Linked DNA regions of Capra hircus: region 1 is linked to region 2. A link is a contact called in public Hi-C data. All regions are on one chromosome and are shown on one strand. Each heading gives the region's core, a stretch centred on a gene start, on an enhancer-like site or on the middle of the called end of the contact. The rest is flanking DNA. Distances are from core to core; before and after follow the strand shown.

The links. Hi-C and Micro-C count contacts between places; a contact is called where the count stands out from the background.
Region 1: a contact with region 2 is called in a Hi-C map of blood, with 3 times the contacts expected there. The contact joins the promoter of GLRX5 here to the enhancer-like site in region 2. A contact is called at or near these places in 2 of 5 Hi-C or Micro-C datasets (both in blood).

The regions. Positions count from the first base shown.
Region 1 is chr21:59,729,533-59,736,258 of ARS1.2, reverse strand. It overlaps GLRX5 (glutaredoxin-related protein 5, mitochondrial), which reads right to left and starts at 2,228. Exons shown (of 2, transcript XM_018066452.1): 1 at 1,848-2,228. The coding sequence starts at 2,148. LOC106503380 (a long non-coding RNA gene) reads left to right here and starts at 2,400. Exons shown (of 2, transcript XR_001297050.2): 1 at 2,400-2,737; 2 at 3,990-4,751.
Region 2 is chr21:59,628,840-59,635,227 of ARS1.2, reverse strand. SYNE3 (nesprin-3) reads left to right here. Exons shown (of 18, transcript XM_018066222.1): 14 at 66-198; 15 at 2,386-2,547. Among named protein-coding and RNA genes, the nearest start is that of SYNE3, 83 kb to the left of the region's middle. Within about 2 kb of position 1,492, at least 1 of the 5 cell types and tissues checked has an H3K27ac peak or open chromatin away from gene starts, as enhancers often do.

The DNA.
Region 1 (6,726 bases), core at 979-3,478, 100 kb before region 2:
TCTCAAAACTTTATGTTAAGCAAGATATCAACAACACAACTTTTTACTAAGGGCCATAGTGGCAAGGCAAGGTCCCAGCTGAGACTGCAGTTACTCCCATCTTATCTTATAAGCAGAGACACCCTGCTGCTGGATGAAGACTGCAGCTCACCCTGTAAGTGAAAAAAGCCAGCCACTTGGTAGCATTCCAGAAGACCAGGAAGGCAAAAGGATCGTGGGCATAATACATGAAAGTATTACTTTTTAAAATTTTTAGTCGCTCAGTTGTGTCCGACTCTTTGGGATCCCATACCTTCTGGTAATGCTAAGCTGCCTTCACTCCTCGTTTCCACCCGCCAAAACCAAGAGTTCTGCAGGGATTAGATAACATGGGGAAAAATACTTTTAAAGTCATAAAGTGCTAATAATAAAACAGCTACCATTTAGTGGGTGCCTTCCCTGTGCCAGGTGAGATGACGGGCACATTCTAAAAGTTTTCCTTTCTCTTTGTTCCTCACAAAATCTTTGGCACACGTGGTTTCATTATCCTCATATTATTCAAAGGGAAAACGCAGTTTTGTGCCTTGCTTCAGGCTGCAGAATGGATTTGCCACAGGATTCTAACCTGAAGCCTTTCCCTGACACCAGCCTGTCTCGTCCATGTTGGAATGACTATGATGGACAACTTCAAATGCAGAACAGCAGAATACAGAACTCGGCATGGAGACTACCAGAGAACTTGGTGCCTTAAAACTCTCTAGGACACTGTCACTAAACAACCTCAGGAAGACTCAGGGAGAACTCAGTCACTGAAAAGTCTAACTGGAATGCCACGCTTCAGCGGGTACAGGAACAGTCCCCCCATTTCTCTGCCAGCCCCATCCACCCCAGCCAAAGGGCAGGCCTGGTTTTCCAGGCAAGAATACTGGAATGCGTGCCCGTGCCATTCCCTTCTCCAGTCCCTCCTACTCAACTCACTTGAAACAGCAGAATGCAGGTAAGGTTCACAGCAGGAGACTCAACAGCAAAGGTGCTAATTAACTGTCAGGGACCTCCTCCCTCCCTCCAGAGCCAGTGACAAGTCACAGACTCTGCATACTTTGCCCCAGAACCTGACTGGCTCCTGGAGCTGCCAGCTTGAGTTAGCTAGGGCTCAGGAGTAATTCCTCGTCCAGCTCCCCACAAACCTCTCTAAGATACCCTATCTCCCACACATCTCCCCCATCCTTGAGTATCTGAACATAAATTTTCATGTCTTTTTCAGCAGCAGACGTCAGCTAAGTCCACTCCAAAAGCTGAGTCAAGCCCCTCCTTGTAAGCAACGACGGAGAACGGTCCCTGACCACCCTCATCCCCCAGCCTTGAGGCACGACAGGCCAATCTCTGAATCCCCGAGGCTCAGAAAAGGGCAACCTCGGCCCTCCCGGCACCATCAACAGCACCTGTCCCTTATCCACGGGACAGGCCACTCCCTCAAATTGTCCCCAAGTGATTACTTCTTAGGGCCTCTTCCTGTATCCCTCTGCCCCACTTCCCCACTCCTGCAGAGCTGGGAGTCGGGCTGCTGATAATGTTGCTTGGACTCAGCCGAAGAGAACTTGCCCCGAAACGCCTATTGCAGCTCAGAGTGAGGATCGGAGAACCGCTAGGACTTAAACCCGCTGCACAGACTGGCCCAGGGCCCCCGATCTTCAAAACCTAGCTCCAACTCGATCGTGCCCCCACTCTAGATGCTCTGATGCGGTGTGGAAACCCATACCCTAACCCCCTCCCCTCGAGCCTCCGGACGGACCTGCCCGACAGACCCTCGGCCCCGCAGAGCAGCCAAAGAAGGTCGCCCCCCAGCCCCGCCCGCAGCCGGCCCTGACCTTGCCGGAGCTGGGGGTCGTCCAGCACGTTGTAGGCCGCGTAGTCGCGGACGCCGTGCAGCCGCAGGATCTGCACCACGGCGTTGCTGAAGCCGCACTGGGGCTGCTCCGGCGTCCCCTTGAGGAAGACCACCACCTTGTCCTTCTTCACCAACGCGTCCAAGTGCTCCGACGAGCCGCTGCCGCCCGAGCCTGCCGCCCGCACACCCGGGCCCCGGAGGCCGCCGCCTACGCCGCGCCCCCAGCGGAGCAGAGCCGTCGCCGCCGCCGCCGCCGCCGCCCGGCCCAGGGAGCCGCTCATCCCAGCACGTTGGCCGCAGCTCTTGACCGGCGGCGACCTGGGCTAGACAGCCGGAGCCTTCCCGGGGCCCGGCCCGCGGCGACTCGGCCCGCCCCCCGGAGGCCCTCATTGGACCGGCTCCGAATAGCTCTCCCTCATTGGATAGAGCTGTCCCGCAATTACTTGATTCTACCAATCAGATTGCTCGTCCCGCCCCGACAGGTTGAAGGAGGTCTTTACGTCTGAGCCACTACCCACCCCCCTTACCATTGGCCGTCGGCAACCGCTTCGTCAGCTGATTGGAGAAAGTGGATGTCCATCAGTGTCACGACGTTCCGTGGTAAGCAGAGGCGAAACCAAAAAGACGACTTCCCTCCGAAGGGTAGACGGGCCTGCTGGGATACTGTGGGAGGACTGGGTCAGGCGCTGGGCGGGGTTTTCGCAGCTCCGCGGAACGCCGGGAAGGGGTCACGTCCAGACGAGGGTTCCGGTTCCGGTGCAGACGGCGGCAGCGGCGTTGCCACGGCAGCGCGGTTGGCCGGTACCTGGGTCGTGAGCTCGCGTTGTTGGAGGGGCTGGAGTAGGCCTCGGTCCTGCATTGTCCGCTTAGGTGAGCTGCCGAAGCTTCCGTGAGGCCGCGGCGGGAGCAGGGACCGCGCGGGCCTCTGGGGGCCGGGCCGGGCCGGGGTTACGAGGTCGGGGCGCGCGGGGCTTGAGTCCCGGCCCTCCGGCTGTCCCGCTGCCCACGTGGGAGACCCAGACCCTTTCTCGCCTCTGCACCTCGATTATTTCACTAAAATAGCTTTTGACTTTTAAAGTTCACGAGGCGCTCTTGTCTGTGTGGTCGGGGCTTCGCTGACTTTTCAGCCTACTTAAGCCCCTGGGCCTGGGCCGCAGGAAAGGTGTGTTGAGTGAGAAACTTAAGAAAGGAATTGGTTCGTTCGAGGAACGTTTTCCGAGCAGCTGCTGCGTACAAGGCACGGCGCCGGGGAGAGACGTCCAGTGAGACCTGTGCCCAAAGGTTGACAGATGAGAGGCGGGCACAAAGCAATGTGGGGGTACAGGGGAGGGAAAGGAAGCCTCCCGAGGCCCACCGCTTTCTCCATTCTTCATTGTGCATGTCACACCTTGTCGTGCATCATTAGGTTGTTGTTGCCTTCCCTCCCAGACCCTTGACTTCATTCACCGCTGCATCTTCAGTACGTAAAACGGGTGCTTGCGTTGCTGACAAGAGTGACCCCCGAAGAGCGGGGCTCTGTGAAATCGCCATGTGATCTGTAGTCTCGGCGTCGCACTGGGTTGATGGTACCCTGGAGCACCCCAGACTTGCAGAGAAAGCATTCTTCAGAGGAAGCTGAGGCAGGACTGCTCGAGGGCCGGCAGTGCCATGTGCAATTTTCCTCTGATAGTTCCCAGTGCTGTTGCCACGGCGATGATGGCTGTGCCATGCCATTGTCTATCAACCGACAGGAAGAGAAACTTTGGCAGTCAGATATTGTTTAACAGATGAAGTGGTTTCTGTTGGACACTTCAGTACTGCTACAAATTACCTTTCCTTTTTTTTTTTTTTTTAAAACCCTAAGTATTTTAAAAGTTGTGGCTGGAGGTGACCTCGTTCTGCATTCAAGGTTAAAAATCTGAAAATTAAAATATGTGCTTTCAGCAAGAGTATCTTCTAAATAATCATTCAGCATGAAACTTGAGCCCCATAAGCTGAAAATTAAACTCAAGACTTTCCTCAGAAATGCTCCCCAGTGACATATTTATTTAACCCCCCTCTGATGTTATTGATGTTTAGTACTTTACTAATGTGGGACCCACGATTGATGAGCTTCTTAAAGAATCCTTTTTTTCTCCCCCAGAGTCATTGATTCCAGGTAAATCAGAGGAACAGACATCATGAACAGAAATAATACGGAAAGTGATGTGATGCGGAAGTTTAACTGTTGTTCCAGAAGTCCAGCATCTGTGGCTCATAACTTTAGGAACTGTATCATTTTCAAGGTCACCTAACATATACTCATATTGGGTTGGCCAGAAAGTTCATTTGGTTTTCCTGTAAGCTGAGAAAACCGACATGAACTTTTTGGCTAACCCAGTGCTTATAGTAAGTTTATTTTATTTTATTTTTTCAGTAAATATTGACAGTTTGTTCCAGAAAATGTAAATTGTTCATTGCCTCCTATAAGCTGCCTGATTCTCTGCTTGTGTTCACTGGAATAGGGAGAAGAATTTGCAAACCGATTATGTGAGGGTCCAAAATGTGAAACTGGGTGGTGGGGAGTAGCCTGTTGTTTGCCTGGTCTGTAATATTGGCTTTGCCTGTACAATTGACAGACATTTTACTAAGTTGAGAATATAGCTGTCATTAAGAATAATCGTTGAGCAGGAAGAATATGAACCCTATGTTTTGCAAACTTACGATAGAGTTGCTAGTTACAGTCAATACGGTGAGACTGTCGGAAATGCAAGGACATGGAAAAGCAAGCGGGGGTTCTTTCAAAGAGCTAAGTGGGATGGCTTTGATAAGATGATGAAGGGAAAGAGATCATGTATCTAGACCAAAGAAATTGAAGCAATACACCTAAATGTAAGTTTTTAATAAAGTAACCTGAAGTATAAAATGTTGTATGTGTTGAATATATTCCTTTCTGTCTTTGACTTAAAACCACTCATCAGGTGTTGGCACCAAACATCAGTGATTTAAAGAATCAAAGAAAATAGTGTTCAAAATATTTCCTCCAAAGCACCAGCCTCTTGTATATAACTTGGCATCTGAATTATCAACTTGCTCACTAGAGACTCTATAGTGAACCTATGACAAAAATACACTTCTTAAACAGTTGTAAGGAATCTGCGTTTGTATGCAAGTGCATTTGGGCGTTCTGAACGGGATGTCACCCTCTTTATCACTTTGTGATCTCTCCCTTGGGGACATTAACAGGGAAGTGGGGGTGGGAAGTACGAGAAACTTAGGAGAATCCTGGGATTTGGGTCACAAAATGTAATTTGACCCCAAACTAGTCTACTATGTAAACATGCTGACTCAGGCATCCTAAAAGTGGTTTTCTTTCCCGTGGTTATTTATAGATAAGGTTTTACTATATTTAGTAAAATTTCTCCTTTCTACCCACTCCGAAAGCAAATGCTGATTGAACCCATAGTTACAAATTTGACATCGTTTCTTCCTATATATCAGCCCTAAACAAAAAGGATTACCCAGCCTAAAGGTGGAACTTTATTTGAACACTCGGCGGGTCAGTGTTTTCATACTCTAACTTCAGTCCTGAGGTTCATGCTGCCTTCTGACAGGGTGTGGTTATTTTGTATAGGACACATGACCCAGAAACTTCCAGTAGGTCCGAGCTGGCTGGAGCATTCTGTAAGTGTCATTTTAAGAGAAAAGTGGCTGCTTGTGTTGCAGGATGGCTGGAGCCCCCAGACATTCCTGAGCTAGAATAGCATTCGAGACCCAGGTTTCTGTAGACCTGAGCCAGAACCCGAGACCTTTCTCCGTGATGACCTTAGCTCTTGAGTCGTTTTAGAGCATCACTGCAATCCTGGAATTAACTTGATTCCCTCAAAATAATGTGTGGCAGTGCCCAGCCTCCCGAGAGGAGTTTTGCTCACTAGTAAGGCAAAGATAGAAACGCGTTTGCAACCTTTACTACCTCTATCTGACAAGACAGCTGAGTTTATAAATACTTCTCTGGCCATGGGAGTGGCCTCGGTTTTGCTAATCGCAGTTTCTCACATCATGTGGGCTCAGCTTAGAGGCAGGAAAGGAGGCTTTGTTCAGGCATTCCCTTCTCTGCCGCAGAGGTAATGCTCTCCATCTGGGTAAAATGAAGGAAAATGCTGTAAATTGAGTTAGTTCAGTCTAAAGGAAATGGAGATTCAAGTGAAAATGAATCCTTGAAGAAACTTTTATGAAAGCCTAGGTGTCACAGCAGAACCTGATTCTGTTCTGGGATTTGGGGATGTGTGGGGTCTGGCTTCCAGTCCTGAGCATCTCATACGAGCTTATTGGGATTGCCCCTGGAATTTCCTGCCCCTCACATCTTCCCCCTTCCTTGATTTGTGAAAAATATATTTGTGACATTGGCAAAGTTCAGTTCAGTTGCGCAGTTGTGTCCAACTCTTTGCAACCCCATGGACTGCTGCATGCCAGGCCTCCCTGTCCATCACCAACTCCTGGAGTTTACCCAAACTCAGGTCCATTGAGTCAGTGATGCCATCCAACCATCTCATCCTCTGTTGTCCCCTTCTCCCGCCTTCAATCTTTCCCAGCATCAGGGTCTTCTCCAGTAAGTCAGCTCTTCGCATCAGGTGGCCAAAGTATTGGAGTTGCAGTTTCAACATCAGTCCTTTCAATGAACACTCAGGACTGATCTCCTTTAGGGTGGACTGGTTGGATCTCCTTGCAGTCCAAGGGACTCTCAGGAGTCTTCTTCAACACCACAGTTCAAAAGCATCAATTCTTTGGCGCTCAGCCTTCTTTATAGTCCAACTCACATCCATACATGACCACTGGAAAAACCATAGCCTTGACTAGACGGAACTTTGTTGGCAAAGTAATGTCTGTGCTTTTTAATATGC
Region 2 (6,388 bases), core at 243-2,742:
TTCTCCCGTGATCTGGGAAGTCCCCATCTCATCATCACGTTGACCGGGCGGATTTGACTTCTCAGCCTCATCAGAAACCGGCAGCTGCAGAGGACGACAGAAGTGGATTCAGGGAAGAAAATGATTTTCACCAATAACATCCCAAAGTCTGGGTTTCTCATCCTCCCCACGGATCTTACTTCCCGGCATCGCCGTCAGGTAAGTCCATCTCATGGGCTTCTGGGGAGGGCCCAGATCCGAGTCAGGTGATGGTGGGAAGGTGTCACCAGTAAACCCCCTCCCCGCCTGGGGCCACATGCTCAGCTCAGGACTGGGGCCTGTCCTGTATCTGGTGAGCCTGCCCAGTGGTGACACAAGAGTGCCCTGGGCCACTGGGCAGAGGGACTCTGGGACCCCAGACCCAGGGTCTGCACTGAGGAAGGTCCTGGGCATCTCTAGGGCAGGCAGGCCCTCACCCTCAGAAGATCCGACTGCTTCCCTTGCAGGGAAGAGAGTGTCAGAGTGTGAAGCTTGCTAGCAGCACCAGACTGCAAACTAGAAGTACACACGATAGGTATTTTTGGTGCCCTGGTGGCTCAGATGGTAAACAATCTGCCTGCAATGCAGAAGACCCGAGTTTGATCCCTAGGTTGGAAAGACTCCCTAGAGAAGGGAATGGTAACCCGCTCTAATATTCTTGCTTGGAGAATCCCATGGACTAGAGGAGCCTGGAGGGCTCCAGTCCATGGGGTCGCAAAGAACTGGACACGACTGAACGACTAACACATAACACACAGAAACTACATTTTGTAAAAAGAACTAACCTCACTATATCATATCATCCATCCCTCTCCTTGACAGCCTTTAAAAAAAAAGAACCACAATGAGAAGAAATTAATTCCTTGTTCTTCAAAGACAGCACACTAATTCATTGACACGTCCATTCCTTCTCTCATTTCCCCATCCAGAAAGCTCTTACTGAGTCTTTCTGTGTTCTGAGAACTGTGCTTGGAGCTGGGACACAGCTGTAAATAAAACAGAGATACTTTCAACCCTCAGAGAAGGTAGCATCCAGCACAGAGTTTTTCAGATTGTCGTGTGCATCCAGATCGTACCAAAATGCAGATTCTGATTCAGAAGATCTGGACTGGGACCCCTCACCCTGCTTTTCTACAAGCTCCCAGGTGATGCTAAGCCTGCTAGGCCTTGAAGCACATTTTGAGAAGCAGGGAAGCAGGAACCGCAATGCAATAGAATAAGGGTTTACAGAACACGTGGTTCATGGAGCCAGAAGACCCAGAGGCCACGGCAGCCTGCTGCAGAGTGAAGGACTTGGGGGTAGCGAAGCCCTCCCTGGAGAGATGAAAATGAGATGTTCAGGGCGCCTCACAGCTGAGTGGGAGTCAAGGAGAGGTGGAACGGAGTGTGTTCCATGCAGAGGAGACTGTGCCTGCAAGGACCCGAGGGAGACAGCACCAGCGCCGGGTGCTAGATGGCTGTGGGCCCTGGCTCAGACAATGGGGCAGGTCTCATGAGCCGCAGAGCCAGGCAGGGCCAGAATCTGAGGCTCTCCGGCCGCATCGAGTGTGAGAAGCTACTCAGCTGTGTAAGTGATGGCGTGGCTGAGTGGACTTGCATTTTATTTATTATTTTTATTTTTGTTTATTTTTTAATCGTTGGCTTCACTGAGTCTTTGTTGCAGTGCATGGGCTCTTCATTGCCATGCACGGGCTTTCCCTAGTTGTGGCAAGCCGGGGCAACTCTTCGCTGCAGGGCTCGGGTTTCACACTGAGGCAGCTTCTCTTGTTGCACAGCACAGGCTCCAGGGCATGTGCGCTTCCGTAGTTGTAGCATGTGGGCTTCCGTAGCTGTAGCATGTGGGCTTCCGTAGTTGTAGCGTGTCGGTTCATTAGTTGTAGCTTGTGGGCTCTAGAGCAGAGGTTCTGGTAGGTGTGGCTCACGGCTCAGTTGCCCCGCGGCATGTGGGATCTGAGTTCCCAGACTAGCGATCAAACCTGGGTCCCCTGAATCGACAGGTGGATTCTTAACCACTGGACCACCAGGGAAGTCCCTGGACTTGCATCTTGGACAGATCACTCTGGCCACCTAACTTGAAGAGGGACAGAAGTGGCAGAAGGTGATCACATTGTAGACATCCTGATAAGGGATGATGCTGGTAGCCTTCAGGAGACCAAAGAGGTGGCAGTGGGCAATGTTCTTGGTCCCTAATCATGTCTACATTGAGTAGAGATGCTTTCCTCATCCCTTCGCCCCTCCAGGTGCCTCTTATCTCCCTCTGGGCATCCTCATCCCCCACCCTCTGCTTGGATGGAATTCCCAGGACACATGGCCAGTGGGCTGTTTGCAGAAACTCTGAGGCTTTGACCATGCTGTGCCTTCCTGCAGGCAGGTCTGCTCAGGGAGGAAGGAGGCAGCCATGAGGATTATCCCCAGTCCCTGAGGAACTTTGAGGACTGGTTGCAGAAGGAAAATTCCAAGCTGGTTAGGATCATTGCCATGAAAACTCCCACCACCGAGGACTTGAGGATCAGAGCAACAAAGCTGCAGGTTTGTGCCCAAGGAACAGCCTCTTTATTTCAGAGGATTTGGCCCCCAAAGATGTGTTTGCTGCCAGAGAGTTCTCAAAAAAAAAAAAAGAGCACATACCTGTTATGGCTTATGTATAAATTTTTTTAAAGATGTATTTATTTATTTATGGCCGTGCTTGGGCCTTCTCCATTTGCAGCGAGTGAGGGCTGCTCTCTAGTTGCGGTGCACAGGCTTTTCATTGCGGCGGTTTCTCTTGTGGAGCGTGGGCTCTGGGTGTGCGGGCTTCAGTAGTTGCTGCACTCGAGCTCAGTAACTGTGGCTCACCGGCTTAGTTGCTCTGCACCGTGTGGAATCTTCCCAGAACAGGGATCGAACCTGTGTCCCCTGCATTGGCAGGTGGCTTCTTATCCACTCTACCACCAGGGAAGTCCTAAATAATAGTTTTAAACTTTTTTTTTTTTTGCTTCCAGTATTATGGGAAAACCATCCATTCATTCACACCTCCTGCTGTATTGCCCAACTTGGAAAATATCACCACTAATCATGACTCATCTAATCAGTTAACTCTTGCTATGTAACAAGCCATTCTGACAGTTTGTTGCTTAAAAGAACAGCTGTTTGTTTAACTCATGATTCTGAAGATTGGCAGTTTACTCTGAGGTCTGCTGGGCAATGCTTCTGATCTTGGCTGGGCTCCCTGATTTATAGACCAGCAGGGTGGCTATACTTCTGGAGGTTGGTGGGGCTATTCTAGATGAGCATGGGATGGACCACACATCTCTTATCCTCCTATGGGATAGCCTGGACTTCCCAGAGCAGGGGCAGGTCTGAGAAAGCGAGTGGGAATATGCAGGCCTTTTCGGGCCAAGGCTAGGAACTGGCACATCACTTCTCCAGCATTCTGTTGGACAAAGAAAGTCACAATGCCAGCTCAGATTCAAGGAGAGAGAAAACAGGTTTCACTTCTTGATGGGAAGTATTGCAAGACCATATTGCAAAGGGCATGAATATGGCAAGGGGGTGGAAAGACAGTCCTTCTACCACAAATCTCTCTCCTCTACTCGCACATCGACTTATTCACCAAGTCCTTCTTGATTCCACCTCTTGGGTATTCATTGTTTCCGTTTCCCCTCATTACCACTGTCTTCATCTAGACATTTATCATTTTTGACCTTGACCTTGACAATAGCCTCCAAGCTGGCCTCCCTCCTTCTTCCTGGGTTCCCATCTCAGTAATGACTCATTCTGAAGCCAGAGTCACCCTTCAGAATCCTAAAGATGACCTTGTCCCAGTAGTGAAAACTTTTCAGGATAGAATTCAATTTCCGGAGTTTATCACTCCCAGCTTTTCTCAATCAGGCCCCAAACTATCTCTCTTTTTCGTAATATTTTCTGAAATTTACCCTAATATCTTAGAGTTTGGTTTTATTTTTATTTTTCTTGCTTGAGAGTCATCTGGATTCTTGAATCTGTGGCCTAGGATCTTTCTGGAAAATTCTCCAACCTTATCTCTCAAACTGTGGCCTCTGCCTTGTTCCCTGTTTCCTCACCTTCTGAGATGCCTTTTAAACATATGCTCTTTCTTCTCACTGTGTGTTTCACTGTCTCTTGTGTACTTTTTCATCCTTTTGCTTTTTTATATTACTTTCTGAATACTTTTTTCTAACTCATCTTCCACTTTACTAATTCTCTCTTTAGTTGTATCTCATTTGCTATTTCACATGTTTATTAAGTTCTCAGCTTTTAATATTTCATTTATCATTCCTAGAAATTCTCCTTGGTGCTTTTTAAAATCTGCTTTGCCACTTTTCACAGCTTTTGGGTCCTTGCTGAAAATTTTCAGTTTGCCTTTTAATTCTTTCAACACAGTAAACATAGTTGGTTTAGCGAGTGTGTCTAATAATCTCAGTATCTCAAGTCAAGACTGTTTCTGTTGCGTATTGTGTCTGCCTCTTCCTCATTAATTCATTAATTTTATTTATATTTGGCTGCACTGGGTCTTTGTTGCTGTGCATGGGCTCTCTCTAGTTACGGTGAATAGAGGCTACTCTTCGCTGTGGTGTGAGGGCTTCTCACTGGGGTGGTTTCTCTCGTTGCAGAACAAGGCTCTAAGCATGTGGGCCTCAGCAGGTGCAGCGTGTGTGTTCAGTAGGTGAATCACATGGGCCCTAGAGCTTGGGCTCAGTAGTTGTGTCATATGGCTTAGTTGGTCCAAGGCATGTGAGATCTTCCTGGACCAGAGACAGAACCCACTTTCCCTGCATTGGCAGGCACATTCTTAACCACTGGACCTCCAGGGAAGTCCCAGTTTCCGCCTCTTCTTGGAGTCTTATATCTGTGTGTGACTGCTTAGATTGTGTGCTGGATATTGGGTTTGACAAATAGGTGAGAGGATAATTTGAGATTAAGAATAATCTTTCCTTCAAAGAGGATTTTGTTTGCAACAGCCAGGCCAGTGTGGGCTTTTATCAATCTAGAACCGCTGAATCTAATTTCAAAACTTGAAGCTCCCTGGACTCCTGAGATGACTTGGCACTGGCCTGCAAATCCAAATAAGGTGTGGGTTTACTTCCTATTCACCTTTAGGGGCCTCTGCTGAAGACAGCAGTTTCTCAGTCTCCACTTCTGTAGGGCGCAGACTTTGACCTCTGTCTCCTGAATCCTGCAAGGCTGCCAGAAGCATAGATCTGTTTCACAACTATTTTTTCCAGTTAAGCAAATATCCTAAGTGCAAGAAGAGGTCTGAACACTGGGCTTACTTCTCTGCATCTTAACCTTTCACATGTCTTGCCTGACTCTTTGTTGTTGTTGTTAACTCTCTGATGCCTTCAGTTCCATTCAGTTCAGTTCAGTCGCTCAGTCATGTCCGACTCTTTGCGACCCCATGGACTGCTGCACGCCAGGCCTCCCTGTCGACTGATGCATTAAGAGTGTTTGTAATGTTTTGTCCTCAGTGAGAGCTTTGGTCCCAGCTACCTAGCCCTCCTGTCTACCTCCTACCTCAGCCACTCCTCTCATCCCCTGCCACCACCACCCAGCCCCAGGCATATCAGAGGTGACTTGCAGTTCCCCAGGTTACGCTTCTTTGTAGAGACCCCACTCTCGAGGGCTCTGAGAAGCTAAGCTGTGTGCCTGTATCATGCAGCTGGTGGGATGGGACAGATTCTGGATGCCAAGCCAGAATTTGAACTCGGCTCTTTGACTTAGGATGCAGATCGTATCCTCACATGGCACTCCCTCCCAGGAGTCCTGAGGATAAAAGATGCCATCCTGGGGGAACACAGTACTGTATTCTGATAGAAAAATCTGCCCAGTCCCACCTCACTCTGCCAGGAGTAAAAATGCCAGTAGAAAGACATATTCAACAATGGTAGCTTTTTATTAAAAAAAAAACTTAATTTTATATTGGGGTATAGCTGATTAACAATGTTGTGATAGTTTCAGGTGAACAGCAAAGAGACTCAGCCATGCATACACACGTATCCATTCTCCGAAACCCGCCTCCCATTCAGTCTGCCACGTAACACTGAGCAGAGTTCCATGCGCTCTACAGTAGGTCCTTGTTGATTATCCATCTTAAATATAGCAGTGCGTGTATGTCCACCCCGAATTCCCTAATTATCCCTTCCCCTCATCCTTCCCCCTAGCAACAAGTTTGTTCTTCAAGTCTGTGAGTCTCTCTCTGTCTTGTAAGTTCTTTTGATCCATTTCTTTTTTTAGATTCCGCACATAAGGGAAGTCGTATGATATTTCTCCTTCTCTGTCTGACCGACGTCACTCAGTATGTCAATCTCTGTGTCCATCCATGTTGCTACGAATGACGTTACTTCATAGTTTTTAATGACTGAGTCATATCACA